Regions from separate parts of the Rattus norvegicus genome. Here region 2 is linked to region 1. A link is a contact called in public Hi-C data. All regions are on one chromosome and are shown on one strand. The core of a region is the stretch at or near the end of the contact, and the rest is flanking DNA. Distances in the headings are between cores, read along the strand shown.

Evidence for each region. A called contact is a pair of places that touch in the nucleus more often than the background predicts.
Region 2: a Hi-C map of the A7r5 cell line shows a contact between it and region 1, with 7 times the contacts expected there. The contact joins two enhancer-like sites. A contact is called at or near these places in 4 of 12 Hi-C or Micro-C datasets (the A7r5 cell line, the Rat2 cell line, Schwann cells and 1 more).

Annotation. Positions count from the first base shown.
Region 1 is chrX:39,794,721-39,800,343 of GRCr8, forward strand. No RefSeq gene overlaps it. Among named protein-coding and RNA genes, the nearest start is that of Taf5l2, 42 kb to the right of the region's middle. Within about 2 kb of position 2,976, at least 11 of the 93 cell types and tissues checked have an H3K27ac peak or open chromatin away from gene starts, as enhancers often do.
Region 2 is chrX:40,129,858-40,135,480 of GRCr8, forward strand. No RefSeq gene overlaps it. Among named protein-coding and RNA genes, the nearest start is that of Taf5l2, 290 kb to the left of the region's middle. Within about 2 kb of position 3,069, at least 5 of the 93 cell types and tissues checked have an H3K27ac peak or open chromatin away from gene starts, as enhancers often do.

The DNA.
Region 1 (5,623 bases), core at 1,726-4,225:
GGGAAGAACAAAACATTGAAGAGGAAGATTTTTTAAAAGACATAACCGAAGCTCTTGCTGTTCACAATCAGGCAGGGTTGAGTTTAGTTCTTTTCCACAACATTTGGGGACAAATGGCTACACTTCTGGCCAGAGGAAGACAGATATGATTTCTTAAAGGGACAGTCAACAGACAAACACACCACATTTGTTCATGACTCACCAGAAAGTCACTCCATAGCGTGCTATTCAATAGAAGTGACATGTTTAATTTTCTTGGCCAGGCTTTGCCATGAGCCAACCCATAACTAAATCATTGTCACTATTTGCAGAAAAAATTTGCTCAGAATGGCTAACCTGGGGTGGGGTCAGCTTCACACCAATCACTGAAGGTGAAAGGGACGTGGTTCCTTCATAGAAATTCAGACTTCAATGGCAAAAGAAAATGAGTGGGTTTTGAGAAGAGCAGAAAAGAAATGACTTACTTTATACAGTATACTGTCATTTCTCTTATTAAACTAGAAGTTAAAAAAAAAACCCAACCTGGTCTGATTGTATAAAAAAAAGTTTAGTACTCAATAATATCAATCAGTTCAACTCAAACTAACTTCATGTTAGTTCATTTGATAAATGGCAATGTTAATGTTTGAACTGCAAGGTTCCTTCAGCCCTAACAAATTATGAAAATTCCCCTGAGAACAAATATGGGGACCTACATTGAATACACTTGTATACTCTATATAGAAAATATATGGACAGTTACTTGTAGGTGTGGCTTATGATAGATGCTCCCAACTATAGAGGCGTTCACCATTGTATCAAGTCATGTCAGGCACAGGATAGGTTTATATAAATGGGGCAGGTATTACATAAACGTTGACTTTAATCATTGTTAATGGTTTGGTTTATGACACACTTTTTCATTTTATAAATTTTGAGTAACTGAGTTGTACAATATATCAAAAACTTATTACAGTTATGATTATATTCATTATTTCTGGAATGTTTAACATTGTAGCTTTAGTATTTTGGTTGCTAGCCCTCCCAACAGTTGCACTGGTATTTTAAAATGACTTTTGTCTAAATCCGGCAGTTCCTCAAATGCATCACTAGATGGCAGCAAAGCTTTAATAAAAATCAACTCTCAGCCCCGTAGGGAGCACACAGTATTTCCTTTTGTCTTCTTTATTATACAACCTCATGGCACCAACAAAATATTACTATCATTAACATTTACAGTGGCAGCGACAGCAAAGGCAACTGACCAAGAGGTTCAGAATATTGCACATTGAACACAATTCAGCATTAACTGTTACAAAGTTGTTGCTAAAGATTTTCGAAATTATTAGTCCAATAGGCTGACAGGATTGTCACTGAACCTAAAGCCAGCTGCTACCATCCCACACTTATGTAAGAAATAGTTCCAAAGGCTCCTTGAAGAAGAGCTGTGGGACCTTAGTTGTACAATGTGTGACTGTCACAGAAGGAGCCTCTGAATAATTCATGAAGACTTGTTTTCTTATGTTGTTTGAGATGGGAGTCGGCTGCAGGTTTATAGACAATGACGTAATTACAGTGTTTAATGTCCCTTTGGGGGAGTTTTTATAGTCCATCTTCGTATATACACTTGGCATCTTTCATTTAGAATGACTGGGTCCACTTCTTTCTCTTTTGAGAAAAATCCTTTTCCCCACCAGAGTCCACAGCCTCTCTCTCTCTGGTGATTCTCAGAGCAGCTACACTTTCCATTACATTCTTGTCAGCAGATATCCCCAGTGGGGTCGGGGCTGCACACAGCTGGAATGTCCCTAATCTAGATGCCCTCCTGGCTCCTGAAATTGCTAGTTTGAATTGCTAGCCCCTCTATTGTGAACAATGGATCCACACTCCCTTTTCTTTCTTTACTGTGCTTAAGCATTCCTGGACCCTTTCGCCCTACACTCCCCCTTCCTTTCTACCTCCCACCCTTCTGTACCTCGTGCTTTCTTTTTCCTCCCTCTTTCTCTCTTAAAATTCCCCCAGCGTCCTTTCTACCCTGCAGTGCAATCTTAACCATCTAACAAAAGACCTTATAATGTAAATTCGATTTCAGAAATGGGAGGAGTTTTCTTGCATACTAAACAAGCATTTGCTGTCTTGGTAGGAAAACAACAAAATGTTTTCCCTTGGAAGCACTGCTTAACCACGTCTCTGATCATCGCCTCAAGCTGAATGTGCATCCACTGAAGGCAAAACACAGTCCAAGTGCAGAAGTGCAACGACCTACTTAAGATCTGCACAAATCACGTGCGATGAAAACGGATTTCGTTTCTAGGCTCTTCCCCCACCTTTAAAAAAATTTCTCCCTTATCACGATTTCTTTCTAGGTGGAGGAGGTTCCACTTGCCCACTCACTGCTTAAACCGAATTTGTGCCTGAGAATTAGACTCCTTCTAGTGTGGTCAGAATCAGGTAACAGCAGCTGAATTCAGTTCACCCCATGCCTTCTTTTCTTTCCACTGAGAAGTCAAGTGAGAAGGCTTATCTAAGGAGCAGGAAGGGAGAATTTGGGTTACTCTTTTGTGTGTGTGTGTGTGTGTGTGTGTGTGTGTGTGTGTGTGTGTGACAGGATTGTCCTGCTTTGGTGCCATTTGTCACTAAACGTGTGCTGCCCAGGCAGTAAAACAAAAGCCAATCCTGGATAAGTATGAGGCTTAATAAAGAGTTGAAGGAATTTCAAAGAAGTAAAGCATGTTTCTGCATTCCCTGGAGGCTACATGGTCTCTACTGAGGATTTTGATTTGGGGGTACACGGACGTAAGACATAGCAGATTGTATTCTATACCTGTGTGCTCGCTGGCAGGCACAAAATGTATGCTGTTAACTACAGACGTCTGGGTTTGCTTCTCCCGAAGGGCTGAAGGAAGATTCTCCAGCACGTGGGTGAAGCAGCAGCCTTGTGATCTGGCTTCCCAGCCTCTGAGCCGCCTTCCAGCTGCCTTATGTAATGTGATCTGTTTGCTGATGGGAGCCTGATTAGTTTCTGGGTGGGAACTGCGACACCTGTGTACAGTCCCCGTGCTAGACTCAGCCAGCAGACTTGAGTTGGTCTTTCTGCTGCAAGCAAGGGGTTAAATTGAGACACACTAAGGGTATAAACATGGGTGCACAGTGAGTCCAGGAACGATGTGGATGAGTGATGGAGGCAGTTGAAGTAGTCTGAATAAGAGCAGCATGTGGGTGGCAGAGAGGGAGAAAGAAAAGCCGGGAAGGGCTTTAGGGAGGAAAAACAGTCGCCACCAGAAGCTAACCATAGATCATTTACATGCATTCCTTATCAAATGAGAGCAGGAGACAGAGGCTGAAATCAAGCTGAGCAGAATTTCTAATAGAACTGGCTGACCTTTCAAACGAAGTACTTAAGTAAAGATGGGCAGCACGTGCCAGGACTTTTTACAAGGAGGCAAAACATAGGCAGCTAAGAGTTTCAGGTGTACCGTATTTAAACAACGCATCTCATTGATTTCGAATCAAAATACTTTTAAAGCACCTCTCAAGCCACATACAGTACCCCAAGCCTGTAATCCTAGCACTCAAGAGGTTGAGGCAGGAGGATTGGTGGTAGTGTGCAGCCAGCTTGGGTTATATAGTGAATTTCAGGTCAACCTGGACTATGCCACGAGACCCTGTCCCTCCAAGTAACTTTATTTGCTCTGGAATTCTTTTTATTCGTCGTCCCAAGTTGAGGGGACTGTAGGCTGTTTTGGTAGGAGTTTAACATAAGTAGCCAAAGTTTTTTACACTGTTATCCTTTGAGAGTCGTTTTATTTTCACATTTCTATAAATATGTTCAGCAGCAAGGTATGTGGAGAGCTTCCCAAGAATTTCTCTTGTGAGAGTCTCCATGAGAATTAAAAACAAGTCCATGTGGGTTCTCCATAACCGCTAACTTTAAGGCTAAAAAGTTACATTAATGAGTTCTCTGTAAATCTTCTCCCGGTCGCGAAATATTCTTTCTGGTATGGTAATTTTGTTTACTTCTCCCAAGAGCCAGTCACCATCAAAATTGGCCAGCAGGGGGCGAGCGTTCACAGAAAATGCATGTAGTCTCTGCTCTGGCTGATTTGCGGGATGGAAGAAACAGGTTTTATTCTGAGGTATTTTCAGTTCAAATTCAAGTTCTAGAACTTTGATTTATTATTAGCTTCTTCTCTTACTTGGGGAAAAGGGAAGAGAGAAAAACAGGTCTGTCTGCTACCCGTGTGTTCTACCCCCGATTCAGGGAAGGGCTCAGAAACCACAAGTTTTCAATAGAGTCAAACAGGCTGGATCGTGCATGGCTGGATCTGAGGGAGAACACAGGCTCCAGTTTTCCTAAAATGACAAATCGCCTCCCGTTACTCAAGAAATCACAAAAGATTCGCACCCACCCTTTCTTCCCCCGAGCTTTGTCCTTCTGCCAGCGATTTGCAGTCCCAGACACGTATTATATAATGAATGATGAGGCACAAAAGCCTGAAGCTTAGGCTTATTGCTTCTTTCGCAGAAAAGACATTTTTTTTTAAAAGGAAAAACCTATTATAACACCATCTTAAATGTTTCTGAGACAAATGTTTCTGACAACTGTTAGAATGGTGGGGCATTAGAACGGGTCCAAATCTGCATTAGTGCTAGGGGCTGTGACCATTTGCAATGGTCTAAGGTTTGAATGGAAAGATGGAAAGATACAACTTGATGGGGCGAGTGGAAAAGGACCTGAAGTCCCAGGACATCTGGCTCGAATCCCGGCGGATTTAGCGGGCTGAGTATTCTTGAATTCCTTCCCTTCCTGGTCTTCAGTTTCACAAGCTGCAAATGATGACACAGTGCCTTCCAATCTAACAAGTTACCCTTCTTTCAAGAATAAATGTAGATGACATTGTTTATTTGACTTCTTTCCAAGAACACAGCAACATTCGACAACCAAGAAAACATTGTTCAGGATATTATGATATTTCAAAAATCCCCAAAGTACTTCGCATTTCACATTTCTGAAAACAGGGTCACTATTTAACAATAATTTCCTTAGTGTTTTTATAGCAATTATTGTCTGAGTAATTCTCTCTGGGGAATCCTAGATAGGTACTGTGTGGTATGGAAACGCTTTCAATTTTCTTTTCCTCTTTCATTTTGCTTCTTTTCTTTTGGGTGGGGTGTGGGGGGAGAGGGTTTTGCTGAGTAGCTCAGGGTGGTCTTCCTGCCTCTACCTCTGGAATGCTGTGATTATAGGCCTGTGCTACTCTGTCCCCAGCAGAACTTTTGGTTCCTAAGATGCATCTCTTAGGGTTATGTTGAGAAAGACTGAGGTGATTTGATGTGGGATACAGAAACTCTTCAGTACTGTTAGTACTGTTAATGCTCGTCATCACTGCTAAAAGATCCAATCCACGCAGTTGATTAGAAAGGGTTCATTTTTTTTTTAAACCTCGAAGACCAATACAACATTTAGCTCGTTTGGTGACATGTTTCCTAATTGAGGAACTTCAGAATTTCAAAAATCTGGAGGGGGATTTTTTTTCCCCCAGAGACACTATCCAGTCTTGGAAAATAATCTCATAAAGGTGAAATTCTGTGGTTGTTGGCATAGCTTCTCAGCCTACAGGGGCAGTGTAAGGAACCTTTCATT
Region 2 (5,623 bases), core at 1,819-4,318, 340 kb after region 1:
AGTCAGAAAACTAGAAAAGAATCTTTTAGGCAAAGACACATTAGGGAGGAGAATAGTAGATTAACCCCTAAGGAAAGACACATTAATGATTTGAAATACTGGGGTGGAAAGGTTTAAGAAAAAATGGTGTGGGAATCTGGGGGAAACAGGGTGATTCGAGGACTAACTCAAAGGAAGGGGATACGAAATGAGGCACTTTGGCTGACTCACAACCCAACTTAAAATAAAAATAGTATTTGGAAAATTTGCTCATCATTTAAAAGCAAAGGACCAGCGTTCAGTTCCCAGCATCAATACATGGTAGCCTTCATGTGCCTGAAACTCCAGCCCCTGGAGTATTCAATGCCTCTGACCTCTGCAGGGACCTCATGTGCAAATTCCTGCTTTCTCCCCATTAAAAATCAAATGAATCTTTTCAAACTGAAGAGATAGAAAGGCACATGCAAAAGCAAGGAAATAACAGACGGTTAAGTGAGGATGAGAACAGAAAAAAAAAAAAAAAAACCAGGAGTTATTGGGTGAGCTAATGAAAACTAAGAATCCATGAAACACTTTACAGAAATCCATTACCTAGTAAGCTAATTTCAAAATACAGCTTGAAATTAGTTGAGAGTCTAGCGAAAGGGCTCATCAGTTAAGAGCACTGGCTGCTCTTCTCATGGACACAGGTCCAATTTCTAGCACCCACACGGTGCTTCACAACCATATATAACCCCAGTCACAAAGTATGCAAAGCTTTCCTGTGACCTTTCAGCCAACAGGCATGAATATGGTGCACAGACATACGTGTAGTCAAGACGTAAAAAATAATGAAGAATTGAAATGTAATTGTACTGTGTGGGTGGACGATGATATACCCAGAAGACAGGGTATTGAATGAAACTCACAGTGCCAGGCATTAAATACCTCTCTAAAGTTATTGTCATGGATGTACTAGATGCTCCCCAACTAAAAATTATCACCATTGCCATTTTTTACTTACACAATAACTACATGATAAGACTCAGTTGCTGGATATGCCACACACTTTCTCTATGGGGCAGAGAAAAATTGATCTCAAGTGAGCTGAGAAACGACCTCCTTGTGACTTGTTTTCATAATAGTGTAAGGTACTATACAGGCTGTTGAAGGAGGAAACACACCATAGTAATCTTATTCAGAAATAGGCCTTGCATATTTCAATGCTGACCTGCCAGGCAAGATTCACCAATGTGATCAACACTGGCTTTACTCTGATGAGGCAACCAATAGCTTTCTGATTTGCTTCACAGGAAGGTATTTTATGCCTGGTACTGTAATCCTAGTAAAAGTCCATGGCTGTGGATGTTATGGTCCTATAATACAGTGGTATAACATATGATATGTGGTACAATGGCATATAAGAGCATATGGTATAATGACAATAAAGCTATTATCATTTTGCTAAGTTGTACTGTCAAGCATCTCTCTAAGTATTTATATTTATATACATAGACCTGGTCTGCTCTCAACCTTGATCAAAGAAGCTTCTTTTTACTGTGAGGCAACAATCAGTGCAGAGAAACATAACCAGTTAAAGCACTGTGAATAAAAGACTGAATTCTCAGCTCTAAATGGAATGACTAGATTAGCCCTACTATCACTAAGGTTCAGGGAACATTGAAGAGGAGGTGAAATGATTATAAGAGCTAAAGGATGGGGAGGAATGCTATGAAGTGTTGTCTTGTGGTTAAAGAATGACTATTGCACTCATGAACTCACAGTAGCTGGAGTTATTTACACAAGACCTACTTGTGATCGAGCCAACCACACTCCCAGCATAGTAGACAAGACCTACACAAGATCAATTCAGCCAAACTCCCAATATAGTTAGGGTAGACAGTTTCCAACTGCACTCAGTGTAGAAGCTGTTATGAGTGGATAGTTGTTGGAAGGCATCATTCTTCTTTGAGTATGTAGTCACCTGTTGGATTCCCTTGCTCCAGTGGATGTTCCACACCCAAGCACTAACCAGACTTAGTGGTTTATCAGAAAATATGAAGTTGGGATGGAAGTGTGTTGAGCATGAAATGGGGGGGGGATTGGAAGAAAGAAATGAAGTGTAGCTATGGTCATATTTCATGTATGTGATCATATTACAGTGTGAAATTTTCAAAAATAAAGAAAAATTAAAACCCTCAATAAATATATGCATGTGTTTTTGTTTGCTGGTAATTGTAACCTACATAACATATTGGGAAAGACTCAGATCATCCTTGTTTTAAGGTAAAAATCCATGTTTTGCATCTCTCCACAGGTAAATCAACAAAAGACCAAAACCTTGACTTTTAGCATGTAAGGCAAAGGTGTCTCACCTGAGCAAAGGCAAGTGGCTGGTACCGATAAGGAAAGAAGAGGACAAGTGGATCGTTTTTCCCTCCTTTATATATTGACTTTGTTTTCATCCTGTGTCTTTCTTTGCTACTTCTTCCAACTGTAATTAGAACTTCTGTAATCAGAGACCAATACAACCTTTTCACTCAGAAAAGCCCAAATCAGTACAAAGAAGATGCATAGAAGACGATAATAGTATGCTGTTTGCTCTTCTTTGACTCCGTCCAGTTCCAGCTTCCTTCTAGATGCCGGTATCTGTATTTCTGGACATGAGGACATTTTTTTTGAAACTGTAAAAGCAGATGGCAAATAGCAGTGAAATAAACCCTTTACGTTCACATCAGTAGCCCTAAGCCAGTGGCTGCCAGAATTTGGGTATCTATTTCCAAAGAATTATCCCCCATAAAATGGGATAACCATGAAGTATATATTTTGTATTGATTCCTAGGGGTTTCTGTAGGGATTTCATTTCAGTTGCTGCTGTGGTGGTGGTATTTACAGTGTATCTTTTCCTTGAATATTCTCCTTCCCTTCTCTGAAGTTTTCTATCACCATTCCATCAGTGGTCTCTGTGTCAATCACATAAATAGAATCCTGATTCTATAACCTTGTCTCCTATCTCCAAGTAAGAGGGACCCTTAGTTTGCCCTCTATCCCATCTTCTTGATGATGCTTGTATTTGATCACCCCTTTGATCAATACCACTACTCAACTGTAGTGTGTGGGGGGTTATTTCTTTAAAGTAACATTTTAAACTCTGTTTATTGCTCCATTGCTTCAGAGAGGATTTTATGTTTCAAATATAGTGGCATTTCAGTAATTATTTGGTCTGCTTCTGCTTTTTGACAATGAATAAACTGTTTTTTTCCTCAGGATACTTGAGAATGGCTGGGAACTGGATATTAAGACCAACTCTGGCACAACAAACCTTCCACTGTTGCTTGTGAAGAACTCTAACAAAGGTAGGATAATATGCAGCAAAATTATTTGCTTCTTTGAGCTGGCAAGGAATATAATTAAAATAAAGAACTGACATCTTATGTGACAGAGTCTGAGTAGGAAGCATAGCATTTATTACCTCCTGTTCGCTAGCTTTTCTTTGGAGGATAAAAAAGTCAGCAAGATTTTATCTTGGATGACGCCTACTCACCTGGCTTGGCTTAAGCTAAAAAACATGAAAATGGTGGGGTGGGAAGTAATAGACCAGATATGCAATTTGGCCATTTATGGCTTAAACACTAAAACTAAAATTTATTTTCTCAAAAGAGAGATGATCTGGAAATCTGCCTTATACATTAAAATCTAATAGTGGCACAAATTCTATTACATATGTTGTGTTGTTCTCATCAGTTCTTGGGGGTTCTGTCAGGAGAACCCTGGAGTTGAAACTCACTCAAGGTACATCCAGATTCTTAGGAACAACACAATTGTTTGAATCAGAATATATGTAAGCCATCAAATTGATTCTAAGAAATTCTATTTTATCTTGTAATTATTTTTTTATCTCCCATAATTATTCCTAAGGAGAGGCTCTATGAGAATATTGCCCAGACTCACCATGGAGGAGAAAGGATAAAATATGCTAAACTTTGGAGTCGTACTAAAGAATTCTCAGAACTTAAGATCCCTCAAATCTAGTCCTCCTTTCAGACCACAGCATCCTTCCTTTCCTAAATACAGTCTCTGAGTAGGAGGTTCTCAATGTAGTACTGACGTAGGTGTGAATATTCAGTGTTTAAAGTCATGGGAAGCAACTTAAATTAAATTGCCTCGAAGTTTTTTAAGCTTTGAAATTTCTATTTTGGATTTTTTTCAAAAAGAGGGGTAAGGGAGAGAGAAACAGTTTGTTCACTGGGTATCTTTTGTCTACCCACTCCCCCAATTCCCTGGAATTCAATAATTCAGTTTTGGGGTACCAGCATAGCAAGTCTGTTAGTACTAGAGAAAACGTGCATTTGGTATGCTCTTTTGTACTGATGATTAGTGAAAGAAAACAACAACGCTCTTTTCAGCAAGGTCTTCTCCTATACAAAGGAGAGCTGCAGCCACCGTAGAGCAAAGCTATATTTATAGAGCCATGTTCTCTTGCAAGCTTGTGTGTGCAATCTGCTCCTGACCATCCCATCTGGCATGGACTGGAGAGATTCAACACTTGGGATTAGTTAAAGCAACTCAGTTCGTAAAATCATCTGAGGAATAAAAGATTCCACTATGATTTTCATGAATTTTCAGAATCCCCTTATCTAAGTTATTGATGTGTACTCATTTTAATGTCCACAAATGCACCAATGAAGGTATAGGATCTACAGGTGGGTGCTTTTAAGTTGAAACTGACCGTCAACCTATAAGCAAGTGTTGTTTTACTTTTCCTTCTAAATAACTAACTTATGTGAGTTTGAATCTTCTCAGTTGTTTTTGTTTATGTAACTCAGTGAGTGCAAATTTGTTCTGCTTTGTAAGTATGTGTCTAATGCTCATTTGGAAAGCGAACAGTTGCAGTACTAATGCTTGTCAATAGTGGGTGCTAAATGAATATTTGTGGAATAAAACACAACACTCCCCATTGTTTCTTAGCATTATATAGGTTTTTATTTTTAGTACTGCAACTATCATTTTATTTCATTAGCACAAAAAAATAGGGAATAAACCAATGGCCACTAATTCTATGTCCTTAATGAAGGTTAACCAACTGCTAAATGATGTGGTTAGGATTTAAACTCCAATTATAAATATAAAAGACAATACCTTGGCTTAAACAAATATTGAGGCATGCAATTCAGGCCTCTCGTGGAAAAAAATAAATGGTTTATGTTGATAAAAACTTAGGGCATGATATTCAGGAATAAATCAAAATTTTGTGGCATGATAAATACATATGGCTAGTTAATGCAATTCTGCTTCATTGGAACATTTTGAGCAAGAGATTGGCATCTTTTTATGCAGAATATCATTGTCCATGATAAACTGGAGGATGGTGACAATGATAACAAGTAGAGTGTGTGTGTGAGTGTGTGTGTGTGTGTGTGTGTGTGTGAGAGAGAGAGAGAGAGAGAGAGAGAGAGAAATATAATGAACAGAGCTTGAATTGCAGAGAATTCAAGGTGAAATGCTGTACTTAAAGACAGTGACTTGAAATAACAAAAAACCCAGGATAGCTAAAACTATCCTCAACAATAAAAGGACTTCCAGGGGAATCACTATCCCTGAACTCAAGCAGTATTACAGAGCAATAGTGATTAAAACCTGCATGGTATTGGTACAGAGACAGACA